Regions from separate parts of the Mus musculus genome. Here region 2 is linked to region 1. A link is a contact called in public Hi-C data. All regions are on one chromosome and are shown on one strand. The core of a region is the stretch at or near the end of the contact, and the rest is flanking DNA. Distances in the headings are between cores, read along the strand shown. Region 1 has its middle 28 kb from the start of Gm40744. Region 2 overlaps Ube2n (ubiquitin-conjugating enzyme E2N).

Region 1 (6,405 bases), core at 595-3,094:
GCAAAATGGCTGGTGCTCAGCCCAGGAGTGTGGTGCAAAGCTGGAAACAGAGTCTAGCCACACTCTGCCTCTGGCTTCACCTAGAGAAGGGCTATGCGGAGAGCAAAAACTCGCAACTTCCTTTGTTAAGTTTGCAACCCAAGAGGGAGGGGAGGCAGAAAAGAGTCCTGGCTGAGGTTCAGGTAAGGCTTGTTGTCATCCCCACCCCCACCCCATTCTGCCTCTCCTCTCTGGCTGTCATCTCAGGCATAGCTCACTCTTATCCCTACAAATATCTCTTCAGTTATCTCCTTTCCCACAAGTTACTTCACCCAAACCAGCAAGCCAGCCCGCTTTCCCAAGCCAGGTCCCTGGCATCCAGAATGTGCCTAATAAAAACACATGTTGTAAAACTAAATGAATGAATGAATGACTTTTTTTCATGCAAAGAAGAACGAGCAAATCAAATGGGGGAGGGGCCGGAGGCTCCCAGATTTTAAAAGAATGTATTGCATTGATAGATTAGATTTTCTCTCTCTCTCTCTCTCTCTCTCTCTCTCTCTCTCTCTCTCTCTCTCTCTCTCTCTCTCTCTGTGTGTGTGTGTGTGTGTGTGTGTGTGTGTGTGTGTATGAAGCCCGGCAGGACTCTCCATTCCGAACAAGCTTTCTTTAACTGGTTTCTCAGTGGGGTAACCTCTCATTTCCCAGGAGCACCAAGAAAGGCAAATCAATATTCACTTAAGATAGCAATGTGCCCTAGAACCACAGGGGCCAAAGGGGTAGAACATCTCAAGACCGCGTCCAAGGTCAAACATAAGTGTGTCCGGAATTATCTCAGTGTAATGAGCCAGCTGGCCCCTGGTGCTTCACAAGACGGCTGGGTAAAGATTCGGGCTGGCCTCAGGCCTTGGCCCAGCAGGGAGCTGAGACGGGGGAAGGGCGCCCTCTGCCGAGGGTGAAGAAAAATACAACCTGGCAGTTGGTGAGCCCTATGCCTAGATTTCACTTCTAGAGGGCCATTTAAAACAAAAAACAAAAAAAACCTCAACCAGAGATCAAGCCAAGGAGCTGTTCCTCACAAGCCCTCTCTTAGCCCCTTCCCTTCAGCCCGGTGGCTAATTGCAGTCCTTGATCCCAAGGAGACAGTGTCCCCCCACTCCTGAGGCCTTCGTTTCTAAGAAAAAGACGGCCGATTATTACTTTTTTTGTTCCCTATTACCTTCCTCATCTTGGGCTCTAGAGCTCCGGAGCTAGGGGTCTTGGTCCTGAGAAAGATCTCAGACACTTTTGAGTAGGAGGGAACTCAGACACACCCTAAAGCCACACACACACACACACACACACACACACACACACACACACACACACACGTCAGTTGCCTGTCTATAAAACTGCGAGGCTGTATTCGACAGTCGGGAGGTTCCAACTCTCGTGGTGCCTGCCTGGTGTCCTATTTTAGACCCAGAATGCGTCCGTCCGCAGAGAGAGAACAGCGGCTAATGAGGGATCGTGAACCAACAGAAACAATGGCTGGGGACCACCTAAGCACTTTCCTCCCCCAGGGAAGGTAGAAATGGCTTTCTAAGGACCTGCGTCTCTTTATTGAATCTTGAGTGACACCTAGTGGTCCACCCGCCTCACCGTTGCCGAGGCTTCTGCTCAGAGGAGCTTTAAGTAAACTGGAGCTCATCTTTGCCTTCAAAGACCTGGGGAATCAAAGACAGCCTCGCTGAAGGTTTCTAGCACTTCCCCGCAAGCATTGTCCTACGTGATTCCGAAAGAAACGCTCTTATCTGGAGAGCTTGCTCAACTGGCACATCGTTCTAGCAGCGAATGTGTTAAGCTAGACGCTCTCCTAGGTACTGGGAACACAGATGTCCCAGTCTAGGCTCCTGCTCTCTAGAAACAGCCTAGGTTGGTGCAGAAAATGGACCCGGGTTTGGGGGAGTGTTTTATTTAAAAAACACCATAGTCCACTGGAAAAATGGAGTGTGTGTGTGTGATTTGTGGATGGAGGAGAGCAGTCACCACTTGAGCTGGGTCCTGGAGGTCAAGTAGCGTGACAGAATAAAAGTGGATTGACAGCCCACAATGTACACATCCTTCCACTCCGTTGTTCAAACAATGAACTTGAGGGCTGCTGGGAAGAGAATCTGTGGGTGTGGTTAAGATCCCCGGGTCTGCCAATCTTAAAAATCTAAAGCTTGTCCAAGGCAGGCCTCGCCCAATCAGCTGAACACTTTAAAGGGACTGGAATGTTCCTGGCAGAAGAGATTGGAGACTCAAAAGGACTCTTGTGGAGTTTTCTCTGATTGGTTGTTCATTAGGAATTTGGCTAGCCGGGAGAGAGCTGAGAGCCAAACTGTGAGAAAGTGAGTTCTGACAGTGGCCAGGGCGCTGGGAGAGAAGCCAAAGCTTGCTTTGCGAAAAACCAAGTCCCAGCTGACGCCTGAGTTTAGCTTTGCAACACCACAGAGAGAGGACTCAGGCTGTCTGTGCTGGTCTATAAAACTATGATTAACCAATTGGAGGGGATTTAAGCTGATAGCTATGCAATGTGTTCAGAAGCCACAGAAAAATGGAGGGGGTTGGCCACTTGGAGAACAAAAGCCATCTGGCCAGCAGGACCATGCAGGCAGACGACAAAGGAAAACGTAGCATTGAGAACAGGCTTTGGATGGGAGGCACAGTGTCCTTGGACAGACTGATGGCTCCCTGTACCCCTGTGTTCACAGCGTAAAATGGAGTCGTCAGTGGTTTAAACCTAGAGTTAGTGGTGTGCCTGCATAGACAGGGCTCGATACAGCTCAGGAACTATCAAGTGGTCAGAAGATGTTAGGCAACTCTAGTTGTAGCTCTTAATCCACAGACAAAGCACTGGGCTGAGAGGCCTTGGTCATGGGTTGGTTTTTTGTTTTGTTTTGTTTTGTTTTGTTTACTGGGATAGGGGGCATCTAAGACTATATATCCCTGACCCTACCTTTGTTCTTACTAAATCAGACTCTATAAGTAAGGCCCAAGGACCTGAACTCACAAAGAGCTTCCAGAACGAGAGGGTGTAACTGCACCATTGCAGTAGTTATACATCAGTAAGCAGCTGGTAGAATACAGAAAAGGCAGTAAGGGCAGGGTGTGCACATGACAGGCTTTGAGGGAGCACCGCACCGTCTAAAGGGGTGAACAGGTCACCAGAGAATGTGCTGGGATCATTCTGAGAGGTGGGTGGGGATGGGGATAATGAGTGGTGTTGTTGGGTTGTGAGAGTCCAGGAATCTTGTGGGCGTGCAGCTGGAACACCATATAGGCAGAAACACTCGAATTCAGGAACCATACTGGGACCGGAATTACAATGTGCGTGAGCACATGATGTCATAGGTGTGGAGAACAGAACTGAAAACATGTGGGCGGAGGTGTGGGCCTCTCTGGAACTGAGAACAAGCCATCAGGAAGACAGGAAAGGTGCTGAGTGGGACATGGGCCAAGGGAGACACTGGTCACCAGTGTCCCTGGCCTTGGAAGATTCCAAAGGGACAAAGTCTGGGAGCTGCTCCATCAATGGCAAGGTCTGCAGCACTCACAGACTATGGCTTGGGAATGGACAGGAAGCAAGAGATGGGTTGTGCTCTTTGGCTTCAGAAGCGAAAAGGGAAAACAGGGTAGAAGCTAGAAATGGGTACACCCTCACCCTGCACCAATTCCGTTGATGTGAACCTAGACACACCATCCATAAACACGGCTGTGGCAGGCCGCCAAGAACCTGCTAACCTTGAACTGCATAGGGCAAGAAGCATAAGGCTCTAAGGAAAGAATGGTTACCTGGTTGCCAGGCCAAGTGTGCAGTTATGCTCCAAAGTGTGCCACAGAGTTCAGGAGGTAAAAAACGACAACTGGGCAGGGGACCTTCTCTCTGGGGACATGAGTGCTGGCTGGCCAAAGGACACTGAGTTGCAGAAGTCCTAGCTAGGGTGAAAGAGCACAAATTCTGTGAGGACCAACTGTATGCTCTGGGGAAAGCTACTTTAGCACTCTCTACTCCAAGAGCTCATCCATTCAGTGGAAACAATAGCCAGACTTCCCCAGGGCCACTCCCTGGGAGAGCCCCCTCAGTGGTGGTTCACAGTGAGGGCTAACACATGGCAGCGGGCCTGAAGAGTGTTTGTATTTTATAAGTCAGACAACGGCAGATCGGCCAGAACCCCCTAGAAATCTCACACAAAACAAGCTGAAGGCCTTGACTATGATCCACGAGGCCACCTGCCACTGTCTTCTCTTAGTCCCTCTCCCTGGGTCCTCACCCCTCCAGCATGGTTGTCCTCATGATGGATGGGTGTGGATCATCAGACACATGGAGCTTTACCCCCGAGACCATGTCCAGGCAGCTACCACCGAGCTTTCTTCTCTGTAGATGTATGTAAGGTGAATGTATGAGAACTTTCTGGAACTTTGGAATGGACACCATTGCCCCACACATCTGTTCAGCTGATGCCTAGACACAGAGAGCAGAACTTAATTTCTAAAGTGAAATTCAGTAGCTAAGGCAAGCACGGCCCCTCTGCTCAAAGAGGAAAGGATTCAGAGCTGAAATGCTGGAACCACACCGCCTAGTTCCAAACCCTGGCTTGGACACCACTCACGTAAGGTCTCTGTGTTGTTCCTCTCCTCATGCAAGACAGGAATAATAGTGATACCTACCTATCTCATAAGGGTTATGAAGATGTATATGTGAATGCACACACATATACACACACATACACACCACACACACACACACACCACATGCCACGCTGCACACCATACCACATACAAACATATACACCACACACACATACACACACCACACACACACATATATATACACACCACACCACACACATATACACATACATATACACATACATACACACACTACACCATACACACACTATACCATATACACACACAGACACCACATGCCATACTGAACATCAGACACACACTATACCATACACACACACAGACACCACATGCCACACTGAACATCACACACACACATATATACATACACACACACACATAGACAAAGGGAGAAAGGGAGGAAGAGAAGGAGAGGGAGAAAGAGAGACAGTGCTGGGTATATGACAAAAAAACCAACAAACAAAACCAGCCTAAGGGCCAACAACATATTCTGCGTGGGAATGCACCAGTCTAGCTGCCCTTTTCATAGGCACTGGTGGAGAACATGGCATCAAGTGCCGAATACATGGTCACTCGCCATCCGCAGCAGCAGCCTGTGTCCGTGCCTGTGTTTATCCCCGACCTGAAGCACCATGGAGTGATACAAAAACATGGGCTTTTATAAGAGGAAATCCTGAGTGTGGGCAGCCCCTGTTCTTCATACTAGGCAGTGACCCCTATCCGTTCTCTTCTAAGGATGTTTGCTAATAACTGTCTCTGAAGAGCTAATACATAATCCTGCCCACACGGTGTTCATGAACACCGGAGCTTCACAGACAATCAGTTCCTGAGAGTGTAGGGTGGAACCGGCATTACTATTGCAACAGGCAGGGTCCTCTGAAGAAACAGAACTGAGCGTGTGTGTGTGTGTGTGTGTGTGTGTGTGTGTGTGTGTGTGTGTGTGTGTGTAAAATGTGGACTGGTAGTCCAACAAGTCTGTCTCACACTGGAGAGGCCAAGTACCTTGTAGTTATGTCTTTGAAGCTGGGTACCTCAATAACCCTAGTCCGGTGCTCCTCTAGAGGACTGGAGGAGTCCTGGAGAGCCTTAGGTCTAAGTTAGAATGCCAGTGACATTAGTTTTAATAGCAGGAGTTTTAATAGTTGGACAGCAACAGGATAGATGAACTTGTCAGCCAGCCTGAGGGCAAGCAGGCACGAACCCTTTTCCTTTTTCCACATCCTTTGGTCTGGGCTGTCACCAGAAGGCTGGGTCTTCCTCCTTCTGATAATCAAGAAAATTCCTCACCAGAGTGCCCAACATCTTGGGTTTTAGCTGATTCCAGAAGCTGTCAACTTGACAGCTGAGGTTGGCCCTCAGAACTGCCGTAGGAAAAGTGAACCCTCGAAGCATAGCTTTATGTCTTTGGACGACTCTGGAATTGCTAGAAGTTGGAGTAAAACCAGAACCAAGAGACAACAAGTTACCCAGACTTCTGGCAAGTCAGAGAGTTTGAGTCCAGGTTGAGTGACTAGACTACTAAGTGTGCCTCACAAATGGCTTCCTCGAGGAACTGCTGTCAGCAGTTGAGTGTGATATTGGGCGAATGAGTGTTCAATTGCATGAGGGATAATCTATCACTCTCTATCGAGAAATCCAGGCACTCGATCTTTTTTGACAGGCAGCACGTATATTCTATTGCCAGGAAGGAAGGCAGTTGTCAAATTCCTAATTTTTCCCTTTGAAAAATTAACATTTAGCTCAAATGTGAGA
Region 2 (6,886 bases), core at 3,508-6,007, 550 kb before region 1:
TGATTTTTCCCTACCATATTATTAAGTCATTTAGGAAGTAAAAAACTCATTGTTTGGGGGGAAAGAAAGGAAATCTTGTATATTAGTAGGGTATGCCTTCTTAAACTGACCTGACAGTGACTGCTGCTGTACTCTTCTCTAGGAAGGAAGAGAGAGTGGTTCAAAGTAGAAGATGCAATCAAGGTTCTTCAGTGTCATAAGCCTGTCCACGCAGAGTATCTGGAAAAACTAAAGCTGGGCTGTTCTCCGACCAATGGAAATTCCTCGGTCCCTTCCCTCCCAGATAACAATGCCTTGTTTGTGACTGCTGCGCCGCCCTCTGGGGTGCCATCCAGTATAAGATAGAGGGTTGGGGTCCCTCCCCCATCATGTGATGCACATGTCACAAGGAGAGGCTCTTTCACTTCTAACACACCTGACTGCTGCTGGCAAACTCTGTATTTGCTATGCAGGGATTTCAAATAATTTGCATGTATTTCATCTGCTTTCAAGTCTTTTAAAATAAATAACAAAATAGCAAAAAATATTTTAAGATGCCAAAGCCATGTGGAATTTTTTTTAAAGCCTTCATTGTACCCCATTCCTTTGGTTTTCATTTTTATAACCTTTTTGACATTTTCACTTTTGTCCACTTAACATTCTATGGTTTGTTTTGACAGATCAACTGGTTATTGGGTATATTTTTTGCCCAATTTTTTTTTTTCTTACAGTATCAAAATAGACACCAAATCTTTGTTGGGAATTAATGAAAAATTCTTGGTATTTAAAGAAATCTATCCACCCCAAAACTTAAAGAGAGTCATATTCTCCCTTTGTAAACTGCAGATTTGGGCCGTGTTTGTATGGGCCAGGAGCCTTTGACAAAGCACTTCAGCTTCCTGTTTCTGAGAATTTGTTCACAGGCAGAATTATGTCACGGTCCATGTACTAGGACCGGTTCCCCTCTGCCACAGTGATTTGATGTGAAAGTGTGCCGTCTTTTAGGGAAAACTGTCAGTACTTACACGTGGCTCTGCATAGCTCATCCTGAAACTGGTTATAGAAATCTATTTAGCACGCTCAGCTGCTATTTCCCTTCTTTGACATAGACTCTATTAGGGGCCACATTTCCCTCAAGGGTGAGTACTCTTTAAATATATTTTCAGTTTCTGATTTAGAGACATTGTTCACCACTGGACTAGACTAACCTTGGATGCCGGTCAGTGACGACTTTGTCACACTAAATAAGATGGCTGTTCTAGGCCTAAGACACTGTCTTGAGGGTCAGTAAGTGACGAGTCAGATGAGTTAACTGTGGGGAAACTAGAACATTCGAGCCAAGAATTATTGTACCTCGCCTTTGTGCTGACTCAAAATTGGCCATCCCATGAAAAAGTACCATGACTTCATGGAGGAAGTGAAGGGGGAGAAGAGGAAAAGATCTTTAGCCATTATTAACCTTTTGTAAATACTCTAACTGGCAAGCTTAAGACAGTGAAGACATTTGTTCTGTCGCTTGTTAACCTTTAAACTGTAATAGTGCTGCTGACAAGGGTCCTTGCCTGTAAGGAAAACTGGCACCGTTTCCATAATGAGATCTTGGGCCACCGATGCAGCAGAACTAAAAGCATTAGATTCCAAAGCAGAAGAACTCAGCCAGTAGTACTCATTCTAAATTATGTAGTGTAACCAAGCGTGATCGTCCAGACCTTTTATATTTTTCTTTGTACAGAGGTCATGTACTCTGGGTGTTTTAAAAGAAACATTTTAAAGAAACCCACAGATTGTCATTCTCTATCTTGTTTTCTCACGATTCTCTGCAATTCTTCCCTGTACTAAACACAACAGAGAAACTGGACTGTTTTGTATAGAATACTGCTTCCAGCAAATAAACCATCACAAGTGCTTGGGGGTTTGTATGTACACGATACTCTCAGAGGTAATAATGCATGAACCTATTTTATATGTAAAATATGTACAGTATTCATGTCAACCATCTCTTTAAAAGTTAGCCTATAAATATTGTTGTATAATTTCTTTGGTCAGAAACATTTGGACTAAGTCATGTCACCTGGGTCAGGATTTCTTTCAGTGCCATTTAGCAAACTGTCTTTAGTCTATGCAAATAGCAAAGATTTACAGAATGCAACTGAATGCAGCTTCACTGTTAAATTTCACCTGAGGGCTCCTCATTATTCTTCTGGAACCCAGAACTTGAAAGATCTAAAGGAAATTGAATCTAGTAGAGCTCATGTCTACCAGCCCAGCCGCCTGCAGCGGGGAGACTGCTGTTTGTGCTTATCTGTGCAGGCGCTGAATAAAACGGGGCAGCTAAATTCTCCAGTTCCATGTGCCTCCTAATGTTTAAAAGAAAAAAGCAAAGTAACTTGTTAAAAATTGACTTGCAAAAAAGTAGAAACTGTTGGGTGGTGGTGTAAAGAAATGGCATTTTCCCACCAAGGACAAGCCATCCAGTTGTCAGTCACACCGTATGAAGCAGCAAAGGTGAAGGAGAGAAAAGGGTATGTGTACAAGAGTTGCTTTGCATGGTCTCATCTGAGATGGTTGCATTCGAACTGTTGTAAGAATTGTAAGAATCTTGACTTTTTTACGTTTGGAAACATCAAATAAAAATGGAAACAACCTCTGTATGTTTATTTTTAGTTTAAGAAGAGCCTGTTTTCATCTTTCAGGTACATGCTTTTACAGGGGGCTAGAGAAATGGCTTAAGAGTGTTTGCTCTTCTTTGAAATGATCTGACATTGGTTCCAGCACCCACAGAGGTTCACAGCATCACACACACAGGTTTCAGAGCTATGCCTTTGCTGTATAGAATCTGTTCCCTCAGCTAGATTTATATCATGTGCAGCCATTCTATACTTCCATGTGGCATTCTACAGTAAAACTCACATCAGACTTCATACACACACACACAGCTCTTGTGCACTTCGACTAACTTGGATTGGTGGCTTAACGCCATGAAGTTTCCTAATAGGTTAATAACCAAAACTAGAAAAATAACAGGACATTCCTTACTATAATTTCCACTCAAACATGTAAAAGAACTAGAAGTTTCAGAGCAGTGATTAAATGCAGTAGTTTGGGCTGGGTAAGTAGTAATAACACATGCCTTTAAGCTCTGGGAGACAAGGAGAGCAGCACTGCTATGCTAATCAATCACAGGTTCAAAGCCAGCCTGGTCTCTATTGGTCTCAATTTCCAAGTCTGAAGCCAGGCATAGTTAGCAGGGGCAGGAAGATCTCAGTTCAAGGTCAGCCTGGGCTATAGAGAAATTCCAGGGCAGCCAGGACTACAGAGAAAAACCAGGATTTTCTGTCACACTGGATAGAATAACCAGCTGCCTCACTATCTGTTTATGCATAGCATCTAAGTCTTCCATGTATAGCTTTTTTGTTCTATAGTTTGTAAAAATTTTATTGAAGTCGGGTGTGGTGGTGCACGCCCAGCACTTGGGAGGCAGAGGCAAGGGGATTTCTGAGTTCCAGGCCAGCCAGAGATACACAGAAACAAAGATCTTCCAAAATCAAGCTTTATCATGAGGTGAATTGCCGTTTCCTAACACCCATACATCGGCTTACAAACTAGTCTGAGGTTAGTGCCACAAACATGGTGCTCATATAGACAAAACACCCTGTGCCTTCCCTAAAAGCCCCAGCTGTCCTGGTACTAAAGTATTCTGTGCTGGCCTTGAGCTGATTACTTAGCCTTTAATACTGGGATTTAAAGTCATTTTGCCCCCTAACCCAGCTTCTCCCTGGTTTTTAATACCTTCCTGGACGATTCCAGCTAAGATAGATGACTATCATCTTGGAGGTACTTGCCTAACTCACACAAGAAAAGGTTCAATCCCTAGTAACAGAAGTGTGTAGAGGGAAAGGCTAACCCTGAGAGCAAAGATGCCCAGCCTTAGTGATAATGAAATGAGTGTGGAGGTGAGTGAGCAGTGCAGGAAACAGACCAGTCAAATCATCACATCCAATCGGTATACGTTTTTATTGTTTATACTTCTTTGAAATTACATTCAACATGTTTTCCTTTTACTTAAAATATAAACCCTGATATAGCTCCTTAAAAGGCGGCATGCTTCATAGCTAAATGAAATGTTGCTCCCAGCCCCAGAATACATTCCAATGAAATATTACATATTTCTTACGGAATAGTGGGTTAGGTACCCAATTTCTCATCTCACTTCGTAATTTGTATGTGGATAGCTCTCCTATGTAGTCCTAAAACTTCCGATTCTGCAGTAATAAAAACTGATGTTATTACATTAGTCAAGAGAACAATACCTAAACCACCAGGGAAACAAAGCCAACCAACTGTCCACATGACACCACTGAGGTCTACTTGGCTGACTGGGAGCACTCTTACAGAACACCAGATGGTCTTCCCCACCCTCCGGAGAAATGCTGAGCACAGCACCCCTGTGGTTTGAATATATCGATTTACACTGAACTTTATCTTACAAGTACATTCCTGGTCTAGTGTGAGTATTCAGTATTATATACAGAATGCCTATGATCTGAGTGAACCAAGGCTAACTAATCTCACAGTAGAAGTGAATCACAGCAAAATAGACAACAAAAGAGAACAAAAACTTCAAACCACAAAGCCCACATTTATACTCTAGGGCTTCAGAACTGACTTCAAGATGCCAATTTGGAAGAAGTTGGTTTTCTTCTCTCTCTGAGCTCTGCATGTGCAGATTTCTGGAGGTTGGAGGCGTTTGTCTGATTTGAGTCCAGAAGATTAGCCTTTCCAAGAGGAGCTGCAACTATTGTGTTGTTCCCACGCCTATGCTGTCCCTTCAAAGGAAAGGCCCAAACTATTCATTCACATCTACATCCTCAAACCAGCAAGCAGCAGGCAAATGTTAATATGCTTTTGTTAAGTGAATGTCTTTCTTTTGCTGGGGCTACAAAGTCAAAACTTTGTAAGAAAACAGAACCACACATACAGAAACAGGTAGGCTGGGAATGATTCCGACCTACTTTAAACAGAAAAAGAGAATGGCATGTCATCCAGTGGTAACTGCTACTCAGCTCCTGCCAGGAGATGTCCACACAATGATCATCAGTCTAATTAGTGCTACGTCTTATTCACTATCCCGAGTTTCTGCAATACTATCATTTAACAGCTCTGAACCAACCATTTTCCTGGCCAACGAAAACAGGTCCATAAGCCAGGTGTAGTTACCAGAGTTCAACCTCCACCTCAACCTGTTGTTTCTTTTCAGCCCAGGCATAAGTAACAATTCTTGCTTCTTCCAACTGGCTAAGAGAGCAAATTTCAAACAATGGGACTCATCAAAACCTTCAAAGAAAATGTGATGCCAGGAAATTAGGAGTCCTAATGTAAACTGGGAAAACTGAAACCTCTGCCCACCAGGCCACTGTGGGTAATGTGTAAGGCATCAGCTATGACTAGGAGCAGCTCTGGCTTTCAGGATGGAATGCTGAGTGGTGAATGGTTAACTTCAAGTCCTGTCAAGTCTGCTTTTTTAAAGTGAGAACTGTCTTAGCCATGGACAAAGATGTACTCAGGCCAAGAATTGTAACAACTGCTGTTAGAGAGTTTAAAATTTCACAGTATCAGGTAGGGCCATTAGCAATTTTATTCTAAACTTTACATTTGTTAACAAAATGCATTTATTTGGAAGGATCCAGTTATCAGTTGTCAAAAGCTCTTATATGTTGAAAATATAATTTTAATAGATAATTCTATTAAATTCTATTCTAACACAATAAAATAGTCTGCATTCAAAAGAGAAAAAAAACTTAAGTTATGAAGAAATCCATAACCTTGCATGAAGATTATGGAGATGAAGATTTCTGACCATAAGGTTAGCATTTACATGTATACGACTTTAAAATAGCAAGAATCAGAAATTCCATGTAGAAAATGTGGAAAGGGATTGTTTTACACAGGAAAAAAAACAACTACTAAGAGCAAATTAAAGGATAAAAGGAATAGCTGGGCACAGTGGCCTTTGATCCTAGAAGAGGCAGCCAGATCTCTGGGTTGAAGGCCAGCCTGGTCTGTAATAGTGAGTTCCAGGACAGCCAGGGCTACATAGCAAATGCACAGGAACTGAAGAGCCAATGACACCACTTGCCGGGTTCATTAGGTCTGCAGGAGGACTCAAAACTGCCTCAGCAAAATCAAATAACTAGAGTTTTCCTAATAGCACAAACCAATGGTCATATAGTGTTCAGACAAGAACCAAGAGAAGTCATAACCTACACCTGAAGCTCAAATGCCATATGTGACATGCAACTGCCCTCTTCACTGTGACTGCTGAGTATGGTCAACTTTCAAACATGGCAAGGACACCAAGGATCACCTAATTGAATCAGGTAATATTTATTTCAAATTTCTAGGAGGCTTAAGAAAAAAAAGAGATATTGATGCTTCATGCATGCTCAGAGCCAGTTTATAAATACTCACTCAGTAGAATCCTAACACAGATCTGCATCAATGAAACAAACTGGTAAAATTCTCCTCTTGCCAATTTGTCAGATGGAGAGGACTAAAACAGAATGTCCCATCCATTTTAATTTTAAATACGATTGTCACATCGGGAAAGCGAAATAAACACAGTAAAATAAACTGTACAAAGGCAAAGTAGAATAACAAAAAATATTTTACTAAAACATAAGATTTACAGAAGTTTCCAGACAAGCCATACAAAATGGTCACAAGCTTTTTCTTCGTCTTTTCGGGGTGGGGGTGGGGGTGGAGAATCTACACTTGACAGCAAAGTCACAATGTTATTAGTGAGGGCTGTGATGTTTATTTAATGTTCCCATTTTGGTTCAGACAATCAAGCTTGTCCATCTACAGCGTCTAAAGTTAGACTTGGCTAGAGAGCATATTCTAAAAAAAC

Evidence for each region. Hi-C and Micro-C count contacts between places; a contact is called where the count stands out from the background.
Region 2: a contact with region 1 is called in a Hi-C map of the C2C12 cell line, with 3 times the contacts expected there. The contact joins two enhancer-like sites. A contact is called at or near these places in 7 of 39 promoter capture datasets (the 3T3-L1 cell line, hippocampal neurons, liver and 2 more), 4 of 15 datasets of contacts at CTCF or cohesin (the NIH/3T3 cell line, embryonic stem cells, large pre-B cells and 1 more), 31 of 484 Hi-C or Micro-C datasets (the AML12 cell line, B cells, the Ba/F3 cell line and 21 more), 4 of 115 datasets of contacts at active chromatin or transcription factors (astrocytes, bone marrow-derived macrophages, craniofacial prominence and 1 more) and 1 of 9 other capture datasets (embryonic stem cells).

Annotation. Positions count from the first base shown.
Region 1 is chr10:94,986,845-94,993,249 of GRCm38.p6, reverse strand. No RefSeq gene overlaps it. Among named protein-coding and RNA genes, the nearest start is that of Gm40744, 28 kb to the right of the region's middle. Within about 2 kb of position 1,844, at least 149 of the 459 cell types and tissues checked have an H3K27ac peak or open chromatin away from gene starts, as enhancers often do. A contact at or near this core is called in the C2C12 cell line, cortical neurons and liver, where this site is marked.
Region 2 is chr10:95,542,747-95,549,632 of GRCm38.p6, reverse strand. Ube2n (ubiquitin-conjugating enzyme E2N) reads right to left here. Exons shown (of 4, transcript NM_080560.3): 4 at 3,975-6,886. Nudt4 (nudix (nucleoside diphosphate linked moiety X)-type motif 4) reads left to right here. Exons shown (of 5, transcript NM_027722.5): 5 at 143-2,626. The coding sequence ends at 345. Among named protein-coding and RNA genes, the nearest start is that of Mir3058, 13 kb to the left of the region's middle. Within about 2 kb of position 4,757, at least 40 of the 459 cell types and tissues checked have an H3K27ac peak or open chromatin away from gene starts, as enhancers often do. A contact at or near this core is called in the C2C12 cell line, cortical neurons and liver, where this site is marked.